2 separate regions of the Zea mays genome follow, and region 2 is linked to region 1. Evidence: chromatin contacts called from public Hi-C data. All regions are on one chromosome and are shown on one strand. Each heading gives the region's core, a stretch centred on a gene start, on an enhancer-like site or on the middle of the called end of the contact. The rest is flanking DNA. Distances are from core to core; before and after follow the strand shown. Region 1 holds the start of LOC100170243. Region 2 holds the start of LOC101027188 (annexin-like protein RJ4).

Region 1 (7,479 bases), core at 3,537-6,036:
TGTATAAAGCCACGGTAGTGTCAATTTGAGAACAAAAATTTCAACGGGTGTTCAAAGAATGAAGATTTGAAGTTCAGATGCTAAATTAGAAAGAGCGAGTCTTTTAGCGTCAGATAAGGAATTTTCTTGCAATAATGTATTCCTCGCGAAAAGGAAGAACGTTCGAGTGCAAATGTTGGAACGAACTGGCAAACGTGGAACCGCGAACTCACAAATGTATTCCAGAGCAGGGACATTCTGATCTGGTAACCAAGCAAACACGAGTTCAGCACAGATGTGTTCCTCTCCTGCAGGCACAATCTGATGCCTACATTGAAAGAATAAATCAACAGAAAAAATAAGTCCCAGGCACAATCAGATATGGCTGGAGCTGGAGCACCTCATGCGTCTTCTCCTGGACGTCGGACTGTACCAACATCTCCTGCAGCTGCAGCACGGCAGGAATCGCCGCGGACTGCAGCACTTGCAGCTAGAGATGCCAATGGATACCTGAAATCTGAAACCCGATAGGTTTTTAATCTATTAAGGTACGGATTTAGATCAATTTTCATACCATTAGTTTGTTAATGGGCATAAATCTATATCTAACGGGTTTATGGATACGAGTTTATTTCTAAAGTACCCAAACCTGTGAACCCGTGGATTTTTTAAACCCGACCAAACCTATTGTACATTGTCATTTTATTTTATAAACGAACAACAAACTTGTTATTCCTTATTTACTTCCTAATTTTTATCAAATGGTGAATGTATAAGTAGTCGGTGAGAGTGTTGCTTGCTTGCTATTATAGTTTTTTCTAGCGCTATATATGTGGTGGATGAATAACTTAGTACAAGGTCACTTAATTATACAACTTATTATTTATATTTCATTCTCTCTACTAGTAATTTTTATACCGAATCATGAACTTGTTGTTCATCACATAAATTTTGGACCAAATCTCATTAATTATTACGATACTTATGATTATGAGAAGAACAAGTATATAGGAAATAAAACCCGCAGGTAACCTGTGGGTACCCGCTAACCCAATGGATACGGGTTTGAGCAAAATCTCAAATCCGTTATAAGTATTGGTTTTTTAATGGGCATAGATATTTTTCATATGTACGGGTTTGAGAGGGCAAAAATACAATGGGTTTATAGCCGTTGCCATCTCTACTCGCAGCACCGATATTGGCTACGTGCGGGAATAAAGATGCTTCCGCGCGGGAAGGGCATCCAAATTTTTTACTCGACAACACTAATAGCTCATCTCTTGAAGCTGCTCTAAAGACAGTTCAATAAAATAGGAAATCTCCACGAATTCTGCATCGGTAGCAACCTCCAACCTCTACATGATCTACACATCCAACAGCACCTACCTACCCTGCAGGAACCATGAAGACAATAGCAAGCGAGAAGAAGCTGAAAACACAGAACGAACCACAGAGTCGCCCATTCCTACGACTGGCAAAAGCTCTTTGCGATGCGATTCATGAGTTCAGGGCAGCAGCGGAGCGGGACAGACGTACTAGCTGACCCATCAAGCTCATTGTTCCTTCCAGATCCGCCCGGTGACACGCAGCTTGAGCTCCTTCCTGTCGCCACCCGAGAAGAACAGGGCCATGTTCCTCTGGATGATGAGCCCGTCGTAGCTGTCCCGGACCTTCCGGTGGCTGTCCCTGATGCTCCGCGGCACCCCCTGCCAGACCATCTTGCGCCCCGTGCCCCCTACCTCCAGGCTGTAGCTGTAGTTCTTCGCTTCCGCGTCGTCTCCCATGAACCTCAGGAAGGCGATGTAGACGGGTGACATGCCCAGCTGGAAGGCCTCGAAGTGTAGGCAGAAGTACTGGCCAAAGCAGCTGAATACCTGCACGAGACGATTATAGCAGATCATGGAAGTGATTTTGTAACAGCTGTGTTTCTTTATTGCGCTTCAAACAGTGAGAAAATGTAGCAAACCAAGAACCAATCTGAAATGACTCACGCCTTAAAACAGCATGGCCTTTCATCGAAAACAGATGAAGATGGATCTGTACATGCAGTGTGTTTGTATAAGAAAAAAAACAGTTGAACAAGCGAGAATCTCCCTGAGATGAATTGGCTAGTGAGAGTGTACGACCACCCCAGTCAACCAGTGTTTGATTTTATCAACCGGTGGGGAAAGAACTGCTCCCACAGCATTATAATTAAGAAGGGGCCATATGAGCCCAGTTGAGAAAACCCCTCAAACCCTGACACATGCCCATTTATAGGGCCAAACTGAACTTGTGCTGACCGTTACCAAGGCCAGTGCAGCTCACTGTTACCTAGGCCGGCAGCACACCACAGCCCCAAGCCAGGGAGCAAAGCATGGGGATCTTTTGCAATACCAGAGTTCCGAACCCCGGTCAGAGGGCATGACCACGACCAGCCCCACCACTAGCTATCGCTCAGTTTGTACCCAGGTTTCATTCTCAAATTCTACCTATAAAAAATGAGGGTGCACGTTTCTCCCTCTAGTCGTGTTTTAGGTGTGTATTATGATCAGCACCTAATCATTTCTCGTCCAACAAGTGTGTACCATGTTCAGCATCTTCATCGTATATATGTGACAAATATGTAGATGTCGATAAACAGTCACACTACATCAATATCTGACAAATGTGCAAAAGTTTCCAAGACAGGATAGAAAAATGAACTTCTACCTTTGAAGAAGCAAACAACAGTAAAATATACATGCAACAAATAGATAAAAGTCGGTAAACACACACTACAAATATATACAGAAGTTTCTACGCCATAGACTTTTATCTATGCAGAAACAAACTACAGTAAAAACAACAGAAATTTAAATCAACGTATTGGTGTCAGTGTGAAGTACCGTAAGCATCCATGTGGCATTCTCAACTTCATGAGGGTTTGGCTTTACATAGCGATGATTGAAGGTACAGCCATTGTGCATGTCAACTTTGTGGTCATCTTTCAAGTGATTCACCAAATATGGGATGTCACCAGCAACTGTGCATTCAGATCCAGCATATGGACAACTATAAGGTCTATATTGGCACTGCGACTCATGCTTCAGCTTGCTGTAGTAAGGATAAATGCCTGGGCACCCAAAGCACTGGTACTTGCATGGAAGTTCAAGAGATGCAGCCACCTTCTCAAGAGCAAGACACCTTATGTTACCCAGTTCATGCCTACAAGTTGGACAACGGTTATGAACCCTTGGTTTGCATCCGGAACACAATGTATGACCATTAGAGCACTGCATAGACAAAAGATGGCATTACTATCATAAGAAATAAGATTTAAATAGTTGAATAAAAAGCAGAACATATTACTATTCTGCACTGCACCATAGCTAACCAAAAAAAGGGAAGAGAGAGTAAAAGTTAAGGTTTATAAACACTGAAGATTAAAAGGTCTAAGGAAATTGAAACGGGTCAGAATTAAATGGTGGATTGATGATAGTAGTACATGATATTGAAAGGAACTCTTAAACCAGTAAACCATAATTTTCATCCAATTCTACATTTAGACAGGTTATAGATATAAACACGTCATGGATCAGTATGAATGTGCACCTGATGAATAGGAGGATACATGGCACTCAAACAGACTGGACATTCCAGAAGTTCACGCACACTGCTAGACACCACAACATTCGGTTTTGGTGGGTTCTGAGTATGGTCACCAGGGAGTTCAGCAACATCCAGCACCTCAGTCTTCGGGGGATCAATAACCTCCGAACAGGAATCATCGATATAAGCAGTTGTGGCCATCATCAGGGTCTTGGAATTATATGGTCCTGCTATGAAAAAATGACGAATATTTTCATTTACACTATGTGAGATTTAATAAAGGGGATGGGAGAGATACGCTCTCGGTAAAGGCAGCAGTGTGTGCATCCTACTACTGGCACTGTAAACACAAATCCTTTCCTTGCCATGATACCATATCTTGCGTAAAAGTGCAATTTTACAGCTCCAGCACAGTCTAGCTATATGATTGGATACTGTTACGAGATTTTGAAATAGCTGAAGCACACATGGTCCCTAGGACCTCAGGTGATGCTTTCAAGTGGTTGACCTGACAGGTCTTCCTACTTGCAACAAATATCTCTCAAGTCTCATGGACTTGTTCAAAGTTTTCAGGTAGGCGTCTCATGGACTTGTTCAAAGCTTTCATGTAGGCTCATATCAAGCTTGCGTTAGCATGTCTTTCACAAGGAGAAAAATCTGTACATATTGGTTTCTGCACCAGTGTCCAGTAGTTCCCGTGCCTTTAGCGAATTGAACAAAATGTCAAGAACAAGAACCCTACATCTACATGGGTTAATCAAGCAAAGGTAACGAGATTCTTTTTTACCCACGAAAGAAGTGCATCGACGCGTCACGAAATCGCGTCAGATCGAGAAACTAACCACACACACACAAAAAAAACATGCTCAAACCCTGGCAACCAAGCAGAAAGCACGCGCTTAAACCCCTGCGCTAGCGCTATCGTCCGGTCGGCCGCATTTGAATCGATCGAGCAGAATCGCTTCGGCAACTCCTAGAACCTCTCCCCACCCTCCCTCCCTCCCGAAGAAACCCAAACTTTCACCCAGAAAAGAAAACCATGAAAAAAAAACTCCCCACGGAAAATGAAGCGGCGAAGACTTGAGCAGGGATCTACCTCGCGAAATGGGCAGGCTACGCACCGCTGATCCTGCCCGCCGCGGTCTGCAGCGCCGACGGCTGTGGTTGGTCTGGCGAGCAGCCGAGCAGGCAGGTGAGGAGGAGGCCGAGGCGAGAGAATTCGAACGGGCGAATGCCCCTCTCTCTCTCTCTGAGTCCGGGTGTCCCCCCTCTGCGGTTCTGGTCGTGCTTTGTTTTCTTGCTCGGGTTGTTTTGTCTCGTGAAAGTCGTGAAGCTTTTTCGTTCCGTGTGCCGTTTGTTTGGATCCTCCGGCCCACGGGACTTGCCCTTCCATTCATTCACTCATTAAAATATCTGTCTTGAACAACAAACAAAAGGATTGCATAAATAAAGGACGGTATGAATGGACAACAGAATGTACTAGATTTAATATTTAGTTGATTAAAAAATCCTAATAAAAATAGCTAGCTAACAAATCTTTATTCTATATCTATATTATACTTAAAGCACCAGTTTCAACGGTCGTTCCGCGTCATCTTTTTACAAATAACCACTCACAGTTATTTCAAATTAATCTGTTGCACGTCTATAGATGGCCAAACAACGGCCCGTCACGGACCAGACGCCCGCGGGCCACAACTCTGGTCCAAGCACATCATGTCGGCCTACTGACTGTGTCGAGCCAGCCCATCGGCTCATTTGATTAAATCAGTGTAAAATATTAAAAAACAGTGCAGGAGGTGGGGTTCGAACCTATTGCCCTGGGTGAAACTGTCTAAGCAGTAGAATATCACACTCAGATATTTTTAATATTGAATATAAATCGTATATATGTATATACATTTTTTTGTAAAATAAAAAAAATAATCGTGTCGGGCCGAACCAGTACTACTGGCTTAGGCTACAACCCAAGCACGGCACGACGTTCTTGGCTCTTGCAAGCATTAGGTCGTTTCTGAGACCACATTGACGCAATGGACTCCATGGTGTTTGAGGTTGCTGAATTGGATGGAGCAACAATGATTTGTCACACTAATAGTAAAATGAAAGATTAATTGTTGGTTTTAAACGTTAGTAATTGCTATGATGTAGCATAATTTATATGAAGCACATCCAGCTTTTATTGATGCCTGACTTTAGCAATCACTCCATATTTTAATCCATCTTTTTTATAAGTTTGAGTTCATGTGACTTATTTTAGAAACTTGAGCTCATAAACTTTCTCTTATTTGGTCTTTGTATGGTGGAATTTTGCCATTTTATAATCTCTGTTCGTCCAGTCAGTCGTTGTGAACTCTCTTCTAATCGCTCACTTCATTGGTCGTGTTGTACCATGATATATTGCATGGAGTAAACTATAACTAGGGATGAAAACGGTTTCAGAATTTTTCGGTATTCCAGAAATCGATTTCGAATTTTTTCGATCGGATTCATCGGTAACTGAAAGGGAATTAGGCTTACACCTATTTCCTAATTGATTTTGGTGGTTGAATTGCCCAACACAAACATTTGGACTAACTAGTTATACTTAAAGAACCAGTTTCAATGCTCGTCATGCGTCATCTTTTTACAAATAACTCATCACACATATTTCAAATTAATCCGTTGCACATATATAGATGGCCAAACATCGGTCCAGCACGGGCCAGACGCACATGGGCCACAACTATGACTCAGGCACGTCACGTCGGCCTGCTGACTGTGCCGAGTCAGCCCATTAGCCCGTCGGCCCATTTGATTAAATCAGTGTAAACGTTGGCCTAGCACGGGCTAGACGCATGTGGGCCACAACTATGGCCCATGCACGTCATGTCGACCTGCTGACTGTGTCGGGCTAGCCCGTAGTCCCATTTGATTAAATCAGTGTAAAATGTTAAAAAATGGTGCAGTAGGTGAGGTTCGAATCCATGCCCTGATGGAAAAAGGACGAGAGACACTGTGTGAAATTGTCTAGCCAGTAGAACATCATGCTCAAATGTTTTGAATATTGAATATAAATTGTACATATGTATATACGTTTGTTTTGTAAAATAAAAATATATAATCGTGTTGAGCCAGCACTACGGGCCGAGGCTACAACCCAAGCACGACACAGCGTTATTGGCTCTTGCAAGAATTCGGTCGTTTCTGAGACCACATTGGTGCAATGGACTACATGGTGTTTGAGATTGCTGAATTGGATGGAGCAACAATGATTTGTCACACTAACAGTAAAATAAAAGGTTATTTATTGGTTTTAAACGTTATTAATTGCTACGAAGTAGCATAATTTATATGGAGTGCATACAATTTTTATTTATGCCTGACTTTAGCAATCACTCCATATTTTGATCTATCTTTTTATAAGTTTGACTTCATGTGACATATTTTAGAAACTTGAGCTCACAAACTTTCTCTTATTTGGTCTCTGTATGGTGAAATTATGTCATTTTATAATCTCTGTTCGTTCAGTCAGTCGTTGTAAACTCTCTTCTAATCGCTCACTTCATTGGTCGAGTTGTACCAAGACATTGCATGGAGTAAACAATAACATCAGTTAGCTAAATCAAAAAAAATATACAGAGAGCAGAGACAATCAATAAAAATCTTGAATTTTTTTGATAGATAGTTTATGTGGGTATTGTTGTAAGTCGTTGCAACGCACGGGCAACCGACTAGTATACTTAAAGCACTAGTTTCAATGGTCGTCCTGCATCATCTTTTAAAAAAATCTCTACATTTCTTCTAAATCAACTCAGCGTAAAATGTTAAAAAACAGTGCAGGAGGTGGGGGAAGAAGGGTGGAAGACACTGGACAAAGTTGTATAACCAGTAGAACATCATGCTCATGTGTTTATAATATTGAATATAAATTGTACATATGTATATATG
Region 2 (7,479 bases), core at 3,290-5,789, 170 kb after region 1:
AATGTTTTCAAGTCGGACGACTTGCTGGTCGTTCTGGCTGACTGACTTGGACGATTAATCGCGATTAATCACTATTAGTCGGATGACTTAGCGATTAATCGCGATTGGTCCAAACCGACTTAAATGATTAATCGACTAATCATGACTAATCACGACCAATCGGACGACTTGAAAACATTGCTTCAATGATCCAAGGAATTGGTACAGTGAAATTCTAGTCCAATAATGTCACTTCTTATGACTAACTAGCATGATTCATGATTGTATGACTAAGAGCATCTCCAAGAGACTCTTTGTTTTTGACTCTCTATTTGACTATTTATTTATCTCCCCATAAATATTGAACTCTATATATAACATCTCATTCCAACAGACTCTCCAACATGCAAGTTAGTTTGACTAGCGAGAGTTGCTAGCCAAATTTGGCTAGTGAGGCAGTCAGTTTAGAGAGCCGGATAGCTTGGCAAGTTAAATGACTAGTTTGTTGGAGAGCTATTTTGCTATTAAGTAGCTAAAATTTAGCTTGACAAGCCATTTAGCTAGTCTCTTGGAGATGCTCTAATTAGTATGTCACTTGTCTATTTCAACTGCTTTGTGAACCGGCTGATATGCAAGTTACTCTAGTATGAATGATGACTTTTACTGCTTTAACTTTGGTAGTTTCCTTTTGTTCAGAGGTGAACATATAGTTCATATTTTATTAACCAGTTTCGTGGCAAAAGTATGGGACTGCATTTATTTTCACTAGTCTCTTTTGATCGTTTTCTTTGTAGCACTGAACTCATCAACTGTATTTCTATTTATATATGTGCACTGTGCAGATACGAGAAGGAATTGATACACCCAATTCAAAACCTGTTCAGTGGAGAATTAGCCCGTGCTATGCTTATTCAGGTTCTTTCCTGTTTTCCTGTTTTCTGGGTACAATCATTGAAACGGAGTGTTTTACTGACCTTCATTTTTGAAAATTTCAGATTCAAAAGCTTAAACTGGACCTTGAATCGTAAGTTAAACTAATCACCATCTGAATTTTGATAAACTCTAAAGATATGCTTTGTCTCGTCTATTGTTCATTGTTATTGATAAAAGTAGTTTTACACAGGGGACTACTGGAAATGGATCAGATTCTAAGGGCAAATGCTATAAACTTTGCTGTTCTTGCAGCGCTTCCTGCTTTTGGTCTTTCACTTCTGTTGCTTGTGTTACTGCGAGCATGGGTTCAGCGTGTATGTATATAAACCATCAAAGAAACATTTCCTTGTGCACAATTTCTTCTTTCTGGTCTATCTGCAGTAGTTGTGGGTACACTGCATCATGACGTCTTTCTCTTCAAAGTTCAATCTATCGGTGTTACTTAGTTTGTCGGTTATGTTGCATGCAAATGAATATGGAAAGTAGAAAGTAGAAACTACAAAGGACATTATGGTAGGCTAACTAAACATCTGCTCGTTCCACAGGACCATGGTGCTGAGGGAAGAGGTAATATTGCACGATGTCAACGGAGGCTGCTTCTTGTTGATGTAGAGAGAAGGCTTATGGAGTTTCAACATTACAGGGATAATGGAATGGTAATTTCAACTATATATGAAATTTGTTCGCTCTAGCATTCTTGCTTGTGAGTTTAATATATTTCGTTTCCAAGTATTGTTTAATATACTTCTGCTGCTTGTGATCACCTTTCTTATGCTTCTCTAGCACTTTTGGTCTTATCTTTGAGCTTCTCTCACCCTATACAACAACAGAAAAACCTTTTATCTTAGCAAGTTGGGGTAATGCTAGAATTAAAAACCCAATAGAACCCACAGGCCACACCAACACATGGATAACTATTCAAGGCTAAATCTTTGGGTATATCTTGTCGTTTCCAGTCTCCTTTTACTGCCTCTTTTTATGTCAACTTTGGTCTTTCTCTCTCTCTTATTGCTATCGCGCCTTAGGATCACACTACACACTGGTGCCTCTGGTCTTTCTCTTCATCTCTTTTTATTGCTACCGCGCCTTAGGACCCCACTACGAACTGGTGCCTCTGTAGGTCTCCGTTGGACATGTCCAAGTCCAAACCATCTCGACCGATGTTGGACAAGCTTTACCTCAATTAGTTGGTACCCCTAACCTATCACATATATCCCTAATATATCACATACATCACCATTCTAGACTCAATATCTTCTTGTATGGTCACAGATTCAATGCAATGGATGCATTTTTGCAACACTTATCTGCTATACATGTCATCTTTTTTAGACTAACACTCAACACCATACGACATAGCAGACTTAACCGTCGTCCTATAAAGCTTGCTTTTTAGCTTTTGTGGTACCCTCTTGTCATATAGAACGCCAGATACTTGATGCCGCTTCCTCCAACCTATTTTGATTCTATGGCTAACATATCAATATCCAGTCTTTCTGTAACATTGATCCTAAATACCTAAATGTGTCCTTCCTAGGCACTACTTGGCCTTCAAAATTAATCTCTCTCACCATTTACAACCAAAATCACCTTTATTAGTAAGGTCTTGGAATTATATGACATGATCATATATGCAATAACTCCTTGAGTGTGTTACTTTATAGGAGGAAGAGGCACGGTGCAAGTTTGGCTTAGTACTTTACACGCTTGATAGACTCTGCAAAGCTGTTGAGTCACACGCAAAAGAAACAGGCGAATGGTTAAGGTCAGTCTCTCTTCTCAAAGCCCACCTCCCTTCCCGGTTACTCTGGATCTGATGTGTAGGAAACTGTTTGTGACACAGCTTGAGACAAGATATTTTTGATCTGTCGAAGCTCGACATGGGAATGCCAGATAAGATGATTGTCGTTTCACGGTTGAAGTGGATGTATAACTGCTTGCTTCCATTCTCATCGAGCCGTTTGCCACGCCTCTAGAGCAGTGAGCAACTGGACGTCGTGTGTTGCATTTTGGATAAAGATTTTGACACGGATACCTGGAACTCTATGTCGGAAGGATGGTTCTTTCATGCCCACAAGATGTTCTGTAGATTTTAGCAGAGCTGGATGAAGCATATCGGAAGGGGGCAGATTGGGTGGATGCAGTATCCATCGAGCCCTCCGTTGACAATTCTTGCATTGCTAGGCATGTTGATTTGGATTGGCTGTTGCACCGAATGGTTTGCGTCGATGGGCTACATCTACATGTGTGCGAGCATTGTACCCTTTGGCCTTGTTCCACTTGCAATTCCAATTCCAATGGTTGTTCCATATCCCATACTAGTTCATAAGTCATAACATGACAACAGAATGCTCTTCTTTTATCTATTCCGCAGAGATGGGTACAATCTTATTTAACTGTTTCATTTGAAAGAACGTGTTATTATTCATGTGGCCACACGACACCCTGGGTTCCTTTCACTTGCCGATGATGGCGAGCAGCGCTTCCTTGTAGTGGCCATGGGTGTTCTTGGCCACGGCGTCGGCGAGCTTTGTCCCGTACTGCCTGGTGTAGGCGTCCTTGATATCCTCCATGTCCGTGTCGGCGCGGGACACGAGGACGCGGGTGAGCGCCGCCTTGGCCTGCCTGTCCGCGTCGTCGCTGAACGCCCTGTGGATCACCTCGCTGAAGTACTTGGGCGGCGAGTCCAAGCACCTGACGGCCTCTCGCAGGCACGGCTCGGCGGGCAGTTCCTGATCGGTCGTAGAGCCAATAACAAAGGAATCAGAGCGTGGAGGAGTTTGGATTTACCACTACTACTGCCTATTATTATGTATCCGGAACTGTCATGTTTGTTTCTGACAACCTCTTCAAGCGGCTTGCCGTGCAGCTCCATGTAGACCCTGAAGGTGGCCCCGAGCTGGGGCTTGCTTCTGGTAACCAGCACCCGCACCACCTGCTCGTTCTGCACTAGCTTGGTCGCCGCCGCCGGCGCGGCCCTAACAGCGGCGGCCAGCGCCTTGGCTTCCTCAGTGGCGAGGTCCTCGTTCACGCGCGCGCCCTCGTACCGGTACGCGCTTACCAGCCCCAACAGCAGCTGCAATACGTATACGTACGTACGTGTTTAGTCTCGCTCTAGCACGGCCAGGTGCCAGCCCTCACAGTCACAGCCCAGAACCAGAAAGAAGACAGACGGAGAAGGAGAGAAGCAGCGCGTACACTGGCGTTGGCGTCCCTGACGCGGTACGCGACGTCCTCCTCGAGCGAGCGGTGGTAGAGCGCCTGGTACGCGCGGCGGGCGCCGAGCAGGTCGTCGGCGGTGCGCGTGCAGGCGACCTCGACGAGGATGTGCGGCGGGTGCGCCTTGTGCAGCACGTGGTGCGCCCAGCGCGCGTCGCGCTCCCACGGGTGCATCGCCCACAGCACCGCCGCGTCCTTGAAGCGCGCGAACTCCGCCTTGAGGTGCAGCAGGTACTCGTCCTCGCACCGCTCGATCCCGGCGCCGGCGCTCGACGAGAAGAAGCCCGGGAAGCCGCGCCGGAACTGCGCCCGCTTCTCCGGCTCCCGCCGCCACCGCCCCAGCGCGGACACCAGCGCCGTCTCGTCCACGCCCAGCCCGCCCAGACCTTCATCCATCCAATAATCCATTGTAGTGTGGTGTGGATCGAGCGTGTCTTCATTTCCCAACGTCGTGCCAGAGGAAAGGAACCCATCCGCGCATGGCCAACGTATACACAAGTGTAACTAATGATAACAATGTACCGTACCCGCGAAGGCCCTGGTGAGGTCTTGGTGCTCGTCGGCCATGGGCGGCGGCGCCTCCTTCTCCTTGTTCTGCGGGTCCCTTTCCTTCCTAGGCGCCTGCTGCCTGAGACGCGGCTGCGGCGACGCCGGCGGTGACGTCGCCGCGCTGCTGCTGCTGCCGCCGGTTTGTGCGAGGAACTGCTGCATTGCCTTCGCGCCACGAGTCTCACGACTAGTCCAGTCCTGGTGCGGGTCAAGGTCAAATGCTTGCTTATTTATAGAGTAATAGTGCCTACTACTACTAGCATTCTCTCTATATCCTTCGTGCAGACAGGTTTATTCAGTTTTTTCTAAAATAACCGGACGCATGCATGTTAGGGAATCAATTCAGATTATGAAACAGCCTGAATAAATTAATGCAGGTCTATGGCGTTTATTTGGGAGCGTTTGGTAGCGCTCCGAGAAGGCGAGAACCAGCAGCGCGCCTCTTCGACCACTAGCGTCACGTGCCCCGCTCTCTGCAGCAGGAAAAGACCGATAAAGCTTCATCGATCAGCACCATTCGCCCGAGGCCGGTATGTTCAGAATTAAGGTGTTCGCTGCAGCATTAAGGTGTAGCTGCAGTTTAATTACTAGTACAAAAGTACCGTACATTGAAATTAAAATGTCACAGACCACACTGCAGTAAAAAAACGTTTCTACACGAGAGAGATAGAGGACTTAATCGTATGCTGAGTTTAAGGGAAAAAGTGAACTCCATTGTTTTTTCACGCTAAGCAGACCACAATTGCTGCTTGGTACGAAAAGAAAACCGAACCCTTTCACCCACGCACAACTCCATCTCCATTAGCATGGACAGAACACCGTAGATTGAACGCGGGAGGCAACAGGCTAAATCGTCCGTTCAGCCAAAACGGAATCATGGGCTGTTTTTCCAGAAGGCTCCGTGTCGTGTGGTTGTGGTCCAAAAACGAAAAAGAAAGAAAAAAGAAAACCCTTCCCAAGACGTGAAGAAAAGCAATGCGATGCTGATGCACGTTACTACTCTACTACCAGGCACACCGCACACCCAATACGGAAAGACCACCGCAAACGCCACCACGCCCACGCCTCGCCGCGCACCACATCTGAAACCTCCAGCCCGACGCCGGCGCCGGCGCCGCTGCTCGCCTGCTCGTCACATTTCCTGGTGCCCGCCAAGCCCCGCGACCTGGGCTCCCCAGCTCCATCCATCAACCGCCTGCAGCCGCGGAAATGGCAGCGCCGACGACGCTGCGCTCGGCGGCGGCGCGGGCGCGCGCGCGCGCAGCGGAGCTCGTGAGAGGGCGGTGGCCGCAGCGGCGTCTGGGGACGACGTCCGCGGCGGAGACGGAGAGCAAAAAGAATAAGGAGGAGGAGGAGGAGGGGGCCGGGTGGGAGCTCTCGGCGGCGCGGGAGTACTACGACTACCGCAAGTCTATCTACGGCGACGTCACGCACCGCGCCCTCCTCGTCGACGCCGTCGGCACCCTCGTCGTCCCCGCCCAGCCCACCGCGCAGGTCAGCCCCGTTACCTGTAGGAGAACATCCAATTCCCCTCACCCAGTCCTGCTGCGCGCCTGCCCGCGTTAGCGACCTTTACCTCCGGGCGTAGTGTCATACTGCGATGTGGAGTCCTGGGTGGTGGTCACTGGGCTGTCCTTTGGTAGCATAGCACGATGGGTTCTCCTGTCATCATCGCAGCTTGGATTGGATTGTTGGGCCTGAACTTTACACTGCCTTCATGTGGGTTCTGTGGTTTATGACACAGATTTGTCTGTAAAAGTTTCTATTCTGAATGATTAACTGTGCGCTCCCTCTGTTTAGGTGTATAAGAGCATTGGTGAGAAGTATGGAGTGAAGTACTCGGAAGACGAGATCCTGATGAGATACCGGCGGGCATACGAGCAACCATGGGGTGGATCACGTCTCAGGTATAAACATGCCACTTACTGCCAATTTATCAAATCTGGTCTGGTACCTGTATATCTGTTTATTTATGGTAATCCCTTTGATTTTGTGGTGCCATTCTTCTCCGTTTCCTGCCTGCATGTTATTTTTGACTAAACACAGCGAGTCTTTGGTGATCTAATGCAGACTTTTTAGCTGATAGGTCAATTTGCTTACAATAGAGATTTCTCTTCTTCCTGTTCCATTGATCTGGCCTTGTCCAAATTTCTAAGTTGTCAACTCCATCCATCTGATTGGTTGGGCGCACCATTTTGACTAGACACAATGAGTCTTTAGTGCATTGACTTTATCTAAACGTTTGTTTGGTTGCTTGTACATTGAAAGCGTGGGTTGCACTCGCACGATTGGATGCAAAACAAATCAATTTGAGGCCCTTTGGCTACATCCACTCATACGCCAAAAAGCCTGTTTCCCGTTGGCCAGGATCGCGCAAGCGTGGCCGCCCACTCCCACCCAACCAATCAGGCGGCATATGAATCTGCATGCAAATTTTGGTGTACGGTGCCATATATATGCACAGAATGACATTTAGCACGTGCTCAATATGTACAGGGATTACGGATGTCACACCCAGATTTAAGGGGCAAACCCGGGTGCGTCTCATATGTGCGCCAAATAAGAACAACACATACAATGACAAGTGTATAGAGATAAATGTCACAAGCTTTATTACATAACGAGAATGTCTTACAAAATAACTGATGATAAATAAAACAAACTAATCTTATTTCCTTGACGCCATCAAGTCGACTGGGAGACGACACCTAGACCTCGTCGAACTTCTCGTAGTAGTCTTCTTCCTGGACCACATTTTCTTCACCTATGGGGGGTTTTATCGCAAGAGTGAGCTCATAA

The links. A called contact is a pair of places that touch in the nucleus more often than the background predicts.
Region 2: a contact with region 1 is called in a Hi-C map of tassel, with 2.9 times the contacts expected there. The contact joins the promoter of LOC101027188 here to the promoter of LOC100170243 in region 1. A contact is called at or near these places in 12 of 25 Hi-C or Micro-C datasets (ear, endosperm, leaf and 4 more) and 1 of 3 datasets of contacts at active chromatin or transcription factors (leaf).

Annotation. Positions count from the first base shown.
Region 1 is chr1:61,576,280-61,583,758 of Zm-B73-REFERENCE-NAM-5.0, forward strand. LOC100170243 reads right to left here and starts at 4,787. Exons shown (of 4, transcript NM_001161349.1): 1 at 4,646-4,787; 2 at 3,553-3,779; 3 at 2,847-3,233; 4 at 1,144-1,853. The coding sequence starts at 3,753. The coding sequence ends at 1,533.
Region 2 is chr1:61,751,229-61,758,707 of Zm-B73-REFERENCE-NAM-5.0, forward strand. LOC101027188 (annexin-like protein RJ4) reads right to left here and starts at 4,540. Exons shown (of 3, transcript NM_001279787.1): 1 at 4,111-4,540; 2 at 3,758-3,988; 3 at 3,241-3,644. The coding sequence starts at 4,539. The coding sequence ends at 3,534. It overlaps LOC100283175 (rhythmically expressed protein), which reads left to right and starts at 5,614. Exons shown (of 6, transcript NM_001156077.3): 1 at 5,614-6,174; 2 at 6,481-6,587. The coding sequence starts at 5,890. It overlaps LOC100277863, which reads left to right. Exons shown (of 14, transcript NM_001151319.1): 9 at 822-894; 10 at 975-1,003; 11 at 1,103-1,226; 12 at 1,458-1,568; 13 at 2,577-2,677; 14 at 2,756-3,254. The coding sequence ends at 2,888.